Linked DNA regions of Ovis aries: region 2 is linked to region 1. A link is a contact called in public Hi-C data. All regions are on one chromosome and are shown on one strand. The core of a region is the stretch at or near the end of the contact, and the rest is flanking DNA. Distances in the headings are between cores, read along the strand shown. Region 1 overlaps P2RX3 (purinergic receptor P2X 3). Region 2 holds the start of TIMM10 (translocase of inner mitochondrial membrane 10).

Region 1 (5,020 bases), core at 716-3,215:
GAGGCTTGCGAGTGAAATACTTCTCTCGAGGTCACAGAGCCAGTAAGCGTGAGTGCCTGGATGCAAACCTGTTTTCTTGGCTGCTTTCCACTCCAGTCAGGAAGGTTGGGCGCATTCACCTTTCGCGCGGCCAGTGTAGTTAATACATTCATCCCCCCTTTAAAGACGAGGAGTCTGAGGTCCAGGGAGGCTGAAAGACTAGCTGCTGCTGCTGGAGGCACCATTCCTGGCCCAGTCTTTTGTCTCCCAAACAAATTCATCTGCTTCCTCGTCTCCAAAAGAGGCTAGATTTTTTTTTTTTTTCCCAACGTCCTGCTGTTGCCGTTTGCTCTGGAGGGAATGAAATCATTCAGCCAAGCTTCAGCCTTCTTTTAATCTGCAAACTCAGACGTTCAGAGGCAGCTAGAGACTCGAGTTTCCATCCCTAATTACTTCTGCAGCTCGCTTCCAAATGCCAGCCCCCACCCCAAGGATCTTGAAGATCTTTGCTTGCAGAAGTCAGAGACTTAGAGGATTTATAGCTGTCGAAGGCACCTCGACTAACTCGGCCATTTAACGGATAAGGAAGTAGACCCTCCGAAGGGGCAGGTGATGAGGCCAAGGTCACAGGTGCCCGTTGGAGGAGCCTTGGAGGTCATTTGCCCCCAGTCCCTATGGCAGTCTCTGCGATGCAGCCCCAGACGGGGTCTGTCTGTCACTGATGGCTCCAGTCATTGGAAAGGTGACCTGGTATTGAGCCAACATGCGTCTCCCTTCCACTCCCACCCAAAGCACCTGGTGCCGTCCATCTAAATTAATCTTTCTTTGTGTGATCTCCTGAAGGTTCCCATCTGTCCCTACCTGAAATTGAGTGGAAAGATTTTATTTTTACTCCCAGGTCTCTTCTATGTGGTGTAAGGTTCCAAAGGCCATTTTAACTTAGTGTTTTCATGAGGCTTCTTTCCAAATACCTTGAGCATGTGCAGTGGGTGGGTTCGTCCACATCAGTCCCAGACAGAGTGCAGCATTTCTGAAAATAGGGACTGTCACAACTTCCCTGGAGGCCCAGAGGCCAAGACTCCCCACTGCCGATGCAGCAGACTGGCTGGGAAACCAAGGGCCCACAGACCGCGCAGCATGGCCAAAGGATTCTTTTTAAATTATTAATTTAAAAATTTTAAGAAATAAGAACTGGCGAGAGTCACCAATTCCAGGGTGCACAAGGTGACAGCCACCCCAGCAGACGGGCTTCTGCGTGTTGGGTGCCCCCACGGCTTAGCGGGGCAGGATTTTAACCAGAGAGCTGACTGCATCCCCCAGAGGGCCGGGCAGGCAGTGCTGTGGGGCCACTGAGTGTCCTTCTGCCGGTGAACGGGTGTGTACGTGCGTTTGGGGATGAATGTGTGTGAGTGAGCACGTGTATCAGTGGTGTGAGTCGGTGAGGCTGAGTGAGAGTACGTCAGGGAACACGTGTGAGTCTGTGTGAGTGGCTAGGCAGAGACAGTGCAAAGACGAACTGGAAATCCTCTATCAGTCAGGGTCTCAGCAGGAAATGGATGGCACATGCCAGCTGAGCAACTGGAGGAGAGCTGGGTAAAGGGACTGTCTTGAAGCGGAGAGGAGAGCCTCAAAGGACAGTGCAGCGTCCACAGAGGGGGCAGCAGCAGGACGCTGGTGACGGGCCAGGTCTGAAGGGATGAGGGCAGGAAGCCGTTCCCGGCCCCGGCCCCGGGACACAGAGCAGCAGGCAAGAGAAGCAAAGGCCGGGGCAGCCCAGGGTGAGGAGGGGCAAGGAGGAGGGGCGGGGTCAGGCAGGGAGGAGCAGGGTCCATTAGGGAGGAGCAGGGTCCATTAGGGAGGAGCAGGGTCCGTTAGGGAGGAGCAGGGTTGGGTAAGGAGGAGCAGGGTCAGGTAGGGAGGAGCCGGGTCAGGCAGGGAGGAGCAAGTCAGGCAGGAAGGAGCAGGTCAGTTAGGGAGGAGCAGGGTCGGGTAAGGAGGAGCAGGGTCAGGCAGGGAGGAGCGGGGTCAGGCAGGGAGGAGCGGGGTCAGGCAGGGAGGAGCAGGGTCCGGCAGGGAGCAGCGGGGTCAGTAGAGACACCCAGCACAACCCTGACAGCTTTCCACTGTGAAGTCCCAGCTCTGCCCTACCTCCTGGAGGCCTCTGAGCCTTCCACGCCCCTTTGAAAACCTTGATTGCCCCAGAAAAATGCACGTATTGACACGTGTGAGCAATTTGGCAGGCGATTTCTTTCTGTACAGGATCCTCGATTTCTACGAATAAGGTGAAGTCCACTCTCGGAACAGCAAATCCAAGCCAGAGGACTGGCAGGGCAGCACCCTCCCCTCCCCCGGTTCTGTTCCTTTTATGGAAAGTTAACCTCTTGGGCTGTTTGGCCATCTTTTTTTTTTTTTTTTTTTTTTCTCTCTCTGCATTTATATTCATACAGCATAGAATTCCAGGGCTTTGAAGACCTTGAAAAGCTTATCCCTGGACCTCAGATTGGGAGCCCCTAGAGTTAAGTAGGAAGAGCCCTCTCAGACTGCTCTTTGATAGGATTTACAGCTCATCCTCTGCCTCTCACCCCCAAGGAAGGCTCAGGAAGATTCTTGAGACTTGCCCAAGGTTACACAGCCCAGTGAAGAGGACGTGAGTCCTCAAATCCAGGGACCTGATCTGTGGCCACTCAGCAGCTGTCAGGGATATAGCCCCCCACCCCCACCCTGCTTGCTGGAACGACAGAATCAGAACCGTGCGTTTTGCACAATCGAATTTCTCGTTCCTCCCCTGAGAGCTCCCAAGACAGCTCTGCTATACTGAAAGGCAACGCAGTCTTGGATTTCCTCTCTCAGAGTCTGGGACAGAAAACACTTGTTCAGCTGCGAGATGTTCCCCGTGCCGTAGGTGTTTCTAGCGATCGTTTGGTGTTGGAAACGTCCCCACCGCAGCTTTCATGAAACTCTGAAATCTGGCGTGTGTTCCACTTCCATGTTGCAACGTGCAACTCGGCGAGCTCTCGGGCCAATTGACAGAGACAGAATCGAACGGCACCCTTGGCTTTGATCGCACTTTCTGCAATCTGGATTTTTTCTCCTTCCAAAAGCCGTAGAAAGTGTGATAAAATCAGTCATTTCCATCATTTCTGCAGAAACACGTGCAGGTCCCCTCGGCTCAGGGGTATGGGTTGGAATTCTCTCTCCTCCGATTTCGTCTCTGCTTCCTTTAGCTTATGGTGAGAGGCGAGGCAATTAGAGCGATCGAGTTCATTCCGCCCTTTCCCACTCTCGTGTCTACCCACCCGCACAACAGCCAGCAGGATGGGTAGAGGCTACTGCCTGACACTCCTGGGCACTTACTCATGAGCCTGGGACTTGGCAAGTGCCCTTTGTGGATTACCCCATCGACTCTGAAGAGGGAGGATTTTATAACTGGAAATCTGAGGCTCAGAGGTTGCGTCTGTCTGCCCCCAGACTACGCAGCAAACAGTACTGGAGCTGGAATCCGAGCTCTGGCAGGCTGACCCCCGAGCTCGTGTTCGCAGCCCCAAGCATGCTGGCAGGACTGGTATGGTCACCCCCATTTTACAGATGAGGAAACTGAGGCAAAAAAAAAAATCACTCCCAGGATCAGACAGCTAGTAACTTGGCTCTCTGGTATATCTTCCAGCTCTGTGTCCATTGACCTTTCCCTGCCTTGTTGAAGATAAATTAATAGTAATATTTTTTTTAAAAAAAAAGATCCAACACACCGTATTTTAAATGTCTGCCTTTGCAGTCGATTAGGTTCCTAGAACGTGAGTCAATCAATGTAACCTGGGACTCTTCTCACAGGGGAGGAATCCCTGCCTGCTGGAAGGATGTTGCCTCAGCCCCATGCAGGGAGTCTGCCAGGAGATATTTTCCCGTCAGTATAAAAAAATCAACTGTAAAAGTATATTTCAGCTGGCAAAATTACTTCCCACCAGGCAGAAGCTTTGCTGAGAATGCCGCCTCCCTCACTCAGATACCCGAATTCCAGGCCCAGGTTTTCCCTCGCAGGTTCAGCTGGATCCACACGTTGGTTGCTGTTTTTCCTGCTGTTGTAACAGTTACGAGTCCCTGCTTTGGGAAGGAGTTTCCACCACTCCTTGGGAGATGGATCATTTCTAAACAGATGTCTGAGAGCTTCCAAGGGATTTGTACGTGGTGATTAAAAAACCCTTCTCCATTCAGTTTAGTGACTACAAATATCAGCTCCGTGTGGGAAAGCGCCACTCAGGGTTGAAGTGGAGGAAAGTGAATGAAAGTCGCTCAGTCATGTCCGACTCTGCATGGACTATATTCTGTACAGTCCATGGAATTCTCCAGGCCAGAACACTGGAGTGAGGAGCCTTTCCCTTCTCCAGGGGATCTTCCCAACACAGGCATCGAACCCAGGTCTCCCGCATTGTGGGTGGAGTCTTTACCCGCTGAGCCACAAGGGAAGCCACTCAGGCCTGGAGCTGCCCCACGGTGAGCTGGGCAGCTCCCACCCGTGGGACCTCCCCTCACTGGAGATGTCCAGGCTGACGTGGGGAGGGCTTTGCGGCCTTCTTTTCACCTCCAGTTACAGCATGTGCTGGGTTGTGGCTGACCTGGAGAGAGCAGGACCAGTTCCTGCTGCTGCTGCTGCTAAGTCGCTTCAGTCGTGTCCGACTCTGTGCGACCCCATAGAAGGCAGTCCACCAGGCTCCCCCGTCCCTGGGATTCTCCAGGCGGGAACACTGGAGTGGGCTGCCATTTCCTTCTCCAATGCATGAAAGTGAAAAGGCAAAGTGAAGTCACTCAATCGTGTCTGACTCCTAGCGACCCCATGGACTGCAGCCCACCAGGCTCCTCCGTCCATGGGATTCTCCGGGCAAGAGTACGGGAGCGGGGTGCCACTGAGACCCTGCTCATCTAGTGCATCATTGAAGCCGTGTTTCCTTGGTAACTTTCTGTTTTGATGACCAGCCCTTTGGTGTGAGTGGGGTATTGAAGCCGTGTTTCCTGGGTAACTTTCTGTCTTGATGACCAGCCCTTTGGT
Region 2 (5,020 bases), core at 1,526-4,025, 220 kb after region 1:
GTCCAGGCACACGGACTCGCCCTTGGACAGCTCTGCTTCCTTGTAGTGGGGAGGCACGCACTTCCGGTGGCAGGCGCTGGTCATTCTAGAAAGAAGGGTAAGGCCGGATCAGCAGCCTGCTGTGGCAAACCAGGAACTCGCGACCCCTCCTGCCCTGCTACCCTGATCTCACCTGCCAGGAAGGCAGTGCAAACCCCCAGTCTGCGCCTCTGCCGTCCAGGGAGGCCCTTGTCTGGCCCACGGTCACCCCGTGTTTCTGACTCATCAGACAGGAACCATTAGGTGAGTACTGGCTACGTTCCAGACATCATGCTAAGTGCGTGACGTGGATTCCGCCATGCAGTCCTCGGGATGACTCTACGCAGTCGGCACGATCGTCACCCCCTTTTTACAGATGAGGGAGTGAAGGAACAGGGAGCCTCAGGATGACATAAAGCTGGGCTACGAGCCCAGGGGGCCTGACTGGGGGCTCCCAGGGGGCGCAGTGGTAAAGAACCCACCTGCCAACGCAGGAGACCTAAGAGACATGGGTTCGATCCCTGGGTGGGGAACATCACCTGGAAGAGGGCATGGCAAGCCACTCCAGTATCGCTGCCTCGAGAATCCCACAGACAGAGGAGCCTGGTGGGCTACAGTGCATGAGGCCGCAGAGTCGGACGCGACCGAAGCAACTCACACGCACGCGTGGAGCCTGACTCCACAGCTCACTCTAGAAAATCATTCTCACAGACAGCCTCCAAGACAAACCCAACTAACCAAAGGAGGATGCCAGACAGTTTTAGCCAATAAAAATAGCAAATATGGGAGGGGGATTCAGGATTGGGAGCTTGTATACACCCATGGTGGATTCATGTCAATGTATGGCAAAACCAATACAGTATTGTAAAGTAAAATAAAGTAAAAATAAAATTAAAAAAAAATAAAAAAATATATAATAAAAAAAATTTTTTTAAAGCAAATAATTATTGACTGCCTACTTGTGTTGGGCTTGATAAGTCTTATATTTTAACATTTAATATTTATAATGTCTTTATGAGGAAGGTACTATTCAGTTCAGTCGCTCAGTCGTGTCCGACTCTTTGCAACCCCATGAATCGCAGCACGCCAGGCCTCCCTGTCCGTCACCAACTCCCGGAGTTCACTCAGACTCATGTCCATCGAGTCAGTGATGCCATCCAGCCATCTCATCCTCTGTCATCCCCTTCTCCTCCTACCCCCCATCCCTCCCAGCATCAAAGTCTTTTCCAATGAGTCAACCCTTCGCATGAGGTGGCCAAAGTACTGGAGTTTCAGCTTGAGCATCATTCCTTCCAAAGAAATCCCAGGGTTGGTCTCCTTCAGAATGGACTGGTTGGATCTCCTTGCAGTCCAAGGGACTCACAAGAGTCTTCTCCAATATTACGCACCCCATTTTATAGCTGGGATAACCACCAGTCTGCAAGTCCAAGTAACTTGCCCAAGGCCAGAGTAGTAGTGGTTGATGTGGCTGTGATTTGTTCCCAAATCTGCCCAATGACTCGTCTGGAGTCAGATTGAAGTCCTGGTCCTGGCACTGCTACCGACGAGCTGTGGACCCTGAGGAAGCTGCTGAACCTCTACAAGCCTCAATGTCCTCACCTTAAAAATGGGACAAGGGAACTCAGTGGAGATTATAAAAAGATAATGCCTACAAAGTGCTCAACACTGCTAAACGGGTTATGCCAGATCTGTCAAAAAGCAACTGCTCTGCTGTCCCCAGAACCCAACCAGAGCCTGGTCTCTCTTCCTGCACAGCTCCTCCATCATCAATTCCATCCCAACCCCAATGTCCAAGTCATTCTAGTGAGTCCACGTTGCGGCTGCATTAGCCCTTAACCATGGAGGTGGGTGGAGAAGCAAACGCAACCCACTCAGTCTTACCTGGGAAATCCCATGACAGAGGAGCCTGGCCGGCTACAGTCCAAGGGGTGGGAAAGAGTCAGACACGACTCAGCCACTGGGCATGCATGCATGCTTGCATGGGGGTGGAGGTGGGTGCTGGGAAGTATGGACCTCAGTTTATCCTAGATTGAGACGAAGATTTTTCGGAAGTCGCCCACCTCTGCCCTTGGAGAGGATGACTTGGGAGCAGTCTCTAAGACGTGAGCAGCAGGACCGGCCTTACCTGTTGTACATGTCGGCCATCATCTCTACCTCCAGCTCTGCGGCCAGCTGCTGGGCCCTGAGGGGGTCCATCTCAGCCCTGCGCCCTGGAAGAGATCTCCAGCGGGCCTCCTAGTTCCTGGGTTTGGGGGTGGGGGTAGACATCACGGTCAGCACCCAGCCCGCCCAGCCGCTTTCCCGTCCAGGGGCTGCAGGACGTGGAGGAATCGCAAGGGCATCCGACCAGGAGGGGCCGCTGACCTCGGCAAGCTCAAGCACTCAGTGTCAGACGTCGGAACCGAGGCCCCGCCCAAGGTCGCAGAGCCGGCGACGGCAGGCCTGCAGAGCGGGTCCCGACGCCCTGACGCCCAGCCCCTCAAGGTGGCGTCTCTCCGGGAGAAGAAGCTGGGGTCCGGGACGGGGCCCCGAACGGCCTGCACGAACGCGCGGGGCCCTGCGGACCCGATGCGACGCGGCCCTGCGGGGCCGGGCCCGAGGCCACAGCCCTGGAGCGGCGGCGCCGTCGTCGGGGTCGCCGCGCGATCCGAGTCTCTCCCCGAGGCCCGGGCCTCCCCCTCACGCCCCCAGGGCCCCCGGCCTCCGGCACACGCCACAAACTCACCGTGGGCGCTGCTGCGGCAGGGCGGAAGCACGTGGGGCGCGGCAGGCGGGAAGTCCCGCCTCCCTTCCGCTCAGGCCGCGCTTCCGGCGTGAAGGCCCCCGCCGCAGGCGGCGCCGGGAATTCCGCCACCATAGAGAGGGAGCGGCTGGCTCCTGCCGAAGGCGAGGGAGTCCTCCAGGTGCTAGAGAGGACTGCAGGGTACCATAGAGGCTGCGGCGGGGCGTAGAGCGCCCGCAGCAGGTAGCGTTAGGGTCCCTAGCGGGGATGGCCGAGCGGCTTGAGTTTATGGGTACTGTCAGAGCGGGCAGGGGTACCGAGCTCGGTGAACCTCACCCTCCGCGGAGGTCGGAGTGCAGGTCTGGTGCAGAGAAGGAAGGGCGTCCTCAAACGGCAGCCCTTAGATGCATGTAACCCCACCTGGGCCGCCTAAAATCACCCCAGTGTCCAGGGCCCACTTCGCACCAAATAAATCAGAATCCCTGGGGCCAGGACCCAGGCATCGGTATGTGGTGGGAGTGTGTAATTTCCTCGGTTCTGTCTCGTCACAGCAAGAATTTGAAGCGACGGAGGTTAAAACCCTTGGATAGCTCCGTGTTACAGCTCTGTTGTACTTAGAAAATAAAGGAAAGCCAACCCAAACGGCGCGGAAAGGGGGGAGAGAGCGCGCCCTGGCCCTTGGGCCCCTCTTTGTGTGTGTTTTTCCTCCCCTGGGCCTGCCCTGTGTAAATTGGGCTCGCCAGGGGTGCTGTTTGTTTTACCTGAGGTCCTCACTCTGGTCCTAGGACCTTCCTTCATTCTATTTTCTTGGGCTTTTCCGATCCTTGTCTTTTAGCCACCGCCATCCTGGGCTCCTTTTTCCTATTCTAACTACTTAACAGGTCCATTGTAGAATTCCCCTGCGATTCCCCTGTGCAGGCAGGTTTGAGAGCCAGAGTTCAAGAGGGCTTTCCGGTGAATACGGCTGTGAGGAGATCCCTGAATTGTCTCTGGGGTTGCAGAGACCAGCGAGGCGCCTTCTTATAGAAAGAGGAGTCCAGTATACAGTATGTTTTATTCAGCTTCTGTTAGACTCCCGCCCCCCCCCCCCAATCACAGACAACTACCCAATCTGATAACACGGACCACAGCCTTGTCTAAATGAAACTAAGCCATGCCCTGTGGGGCCACCCAAGATGGATAGGTCATGGTGGAGAGGTCTGACAGAATGTGGTCCACTGGAGAAGGGAATGGCAAACCACTTCAGTATTCTTGCCTTGAGAACCCCATGAACCGTATGAAAAGACAAAAAGATAGGACACTGAAAGATGAACTCTCAAGGTCAGTAGGTACCCAGTATGCTACTGGAGATCAGTGGAGAAATAACTCCAGAAAGAATGAAGAGATGGAGCCAAAGCAAAAGCAACACCCAATTGTGTATAGGACTGGTTATAGAAGTAAGGTTCGATGCTGTAAAGGGCAATATTGCATAAGAACCTGGAATGTTATGTCCATGAATCAAGGCAAATTGGAAGTGGTCAAACATGACAAGAGTGAACGTCAACATTTTAGGAATCAGTGAACTAAAATGGACTGGAATGGGTGAATTTAACTCAGATGACCATTATATCTACTACTGTGGGCAGGAATCCCTTAGAAGAAATGGAGTAGCCATCATAGTCAACAAAAGAGTCCAAAATGCAATACTTAGATGCAATCTCTAAAATGACAGAATGATCTCTGTTCGTTTCCAAGGCAAACAATTCAATATCACAGTAATCCAAGTCTATGCCTCGAAAAGTAACACTGAAGAAGCTGAAGTTAAACAGTTCTATGAAGACCTACAAGACCTTCTAGAGCTAACACCCACAAAAGATGTCCTTTTCATTATAGGGGACTGGAATGCAAAAGTAGGAAGTCAAGAATCAGCTGGAATAACAGGCAAATTTGTCCTTGGAGTACAGAATGAAGCAGGGCAAAGGCTAATAGACTTTTGCCAAGAGAATGCACTGGTTATAGCAAACACCCTCTTCCAACAACACAAGAGAAGACTCTACACATGGACATCACCAGACGGTTGATACCAAAATCAGATTGATTATATTCTTTGCAGCCAAAAATGGAGAAGCTGTATACAGTCAGCAAAAACAAGACCAGGAGCTGACTGTGGCTCAGATCATGAACTCCTTATTGCCAAATTCAGACTTAAATTGAAGAAAGTGGAGAAAACCACTAGACCATTCAGGTATGATGTAAATCAAATCCCCTATGACTTGGGAGTGGGAGTGACAAATAGATTTA

Evidence for each region. Hi-C and Micro-C count contacts between places; a contact is called where the count stands out from the background.
Region 2: a contact with region 1 is called in a Hi-C map of blood, with 3 times the contacts expected there. The contact joins the promoter of TIMM10 here to the enhancer-like site in region 1. A contact is called at or near these places in 12 of 16 Hi-C or Micro-C datasets (blood, hypothalamus, liver and 5 more).

What each region holds. Positions count from the first base shown.
Region 1 is chr15:79,386,171-79,391,190 of ARS-UI_Ramb_v3.0, forward strand. All of the region lies in intron 8 of P2RX3 (purinergic receptor P2X 3), which reads left to right. Among named protein-coding and RNA genes, the nearest start is that of P2RX3, 19 kb to the left of the region's middle. Within about 2 kb of position 1,966, at least 3 of the 54 cell types and tissues checked have an H3K27ac peak or open chromatin away from gene starts, as enhancers often do.
Region 2 is chr15:79,601,693-79,606,712 of ARS-UI_Ramb_v3.0, forward strand. It overlaps TIMM10 (translocase of inner mitochondrial membrane 10), which reads right to left and starts at 2,776. Exons shown (of 3, transcript XM_012096450.4): 1 at 2,383-2,776; 2 at 2,144-2,260; 3 at 1-85. The coding sequence starts at 2,214.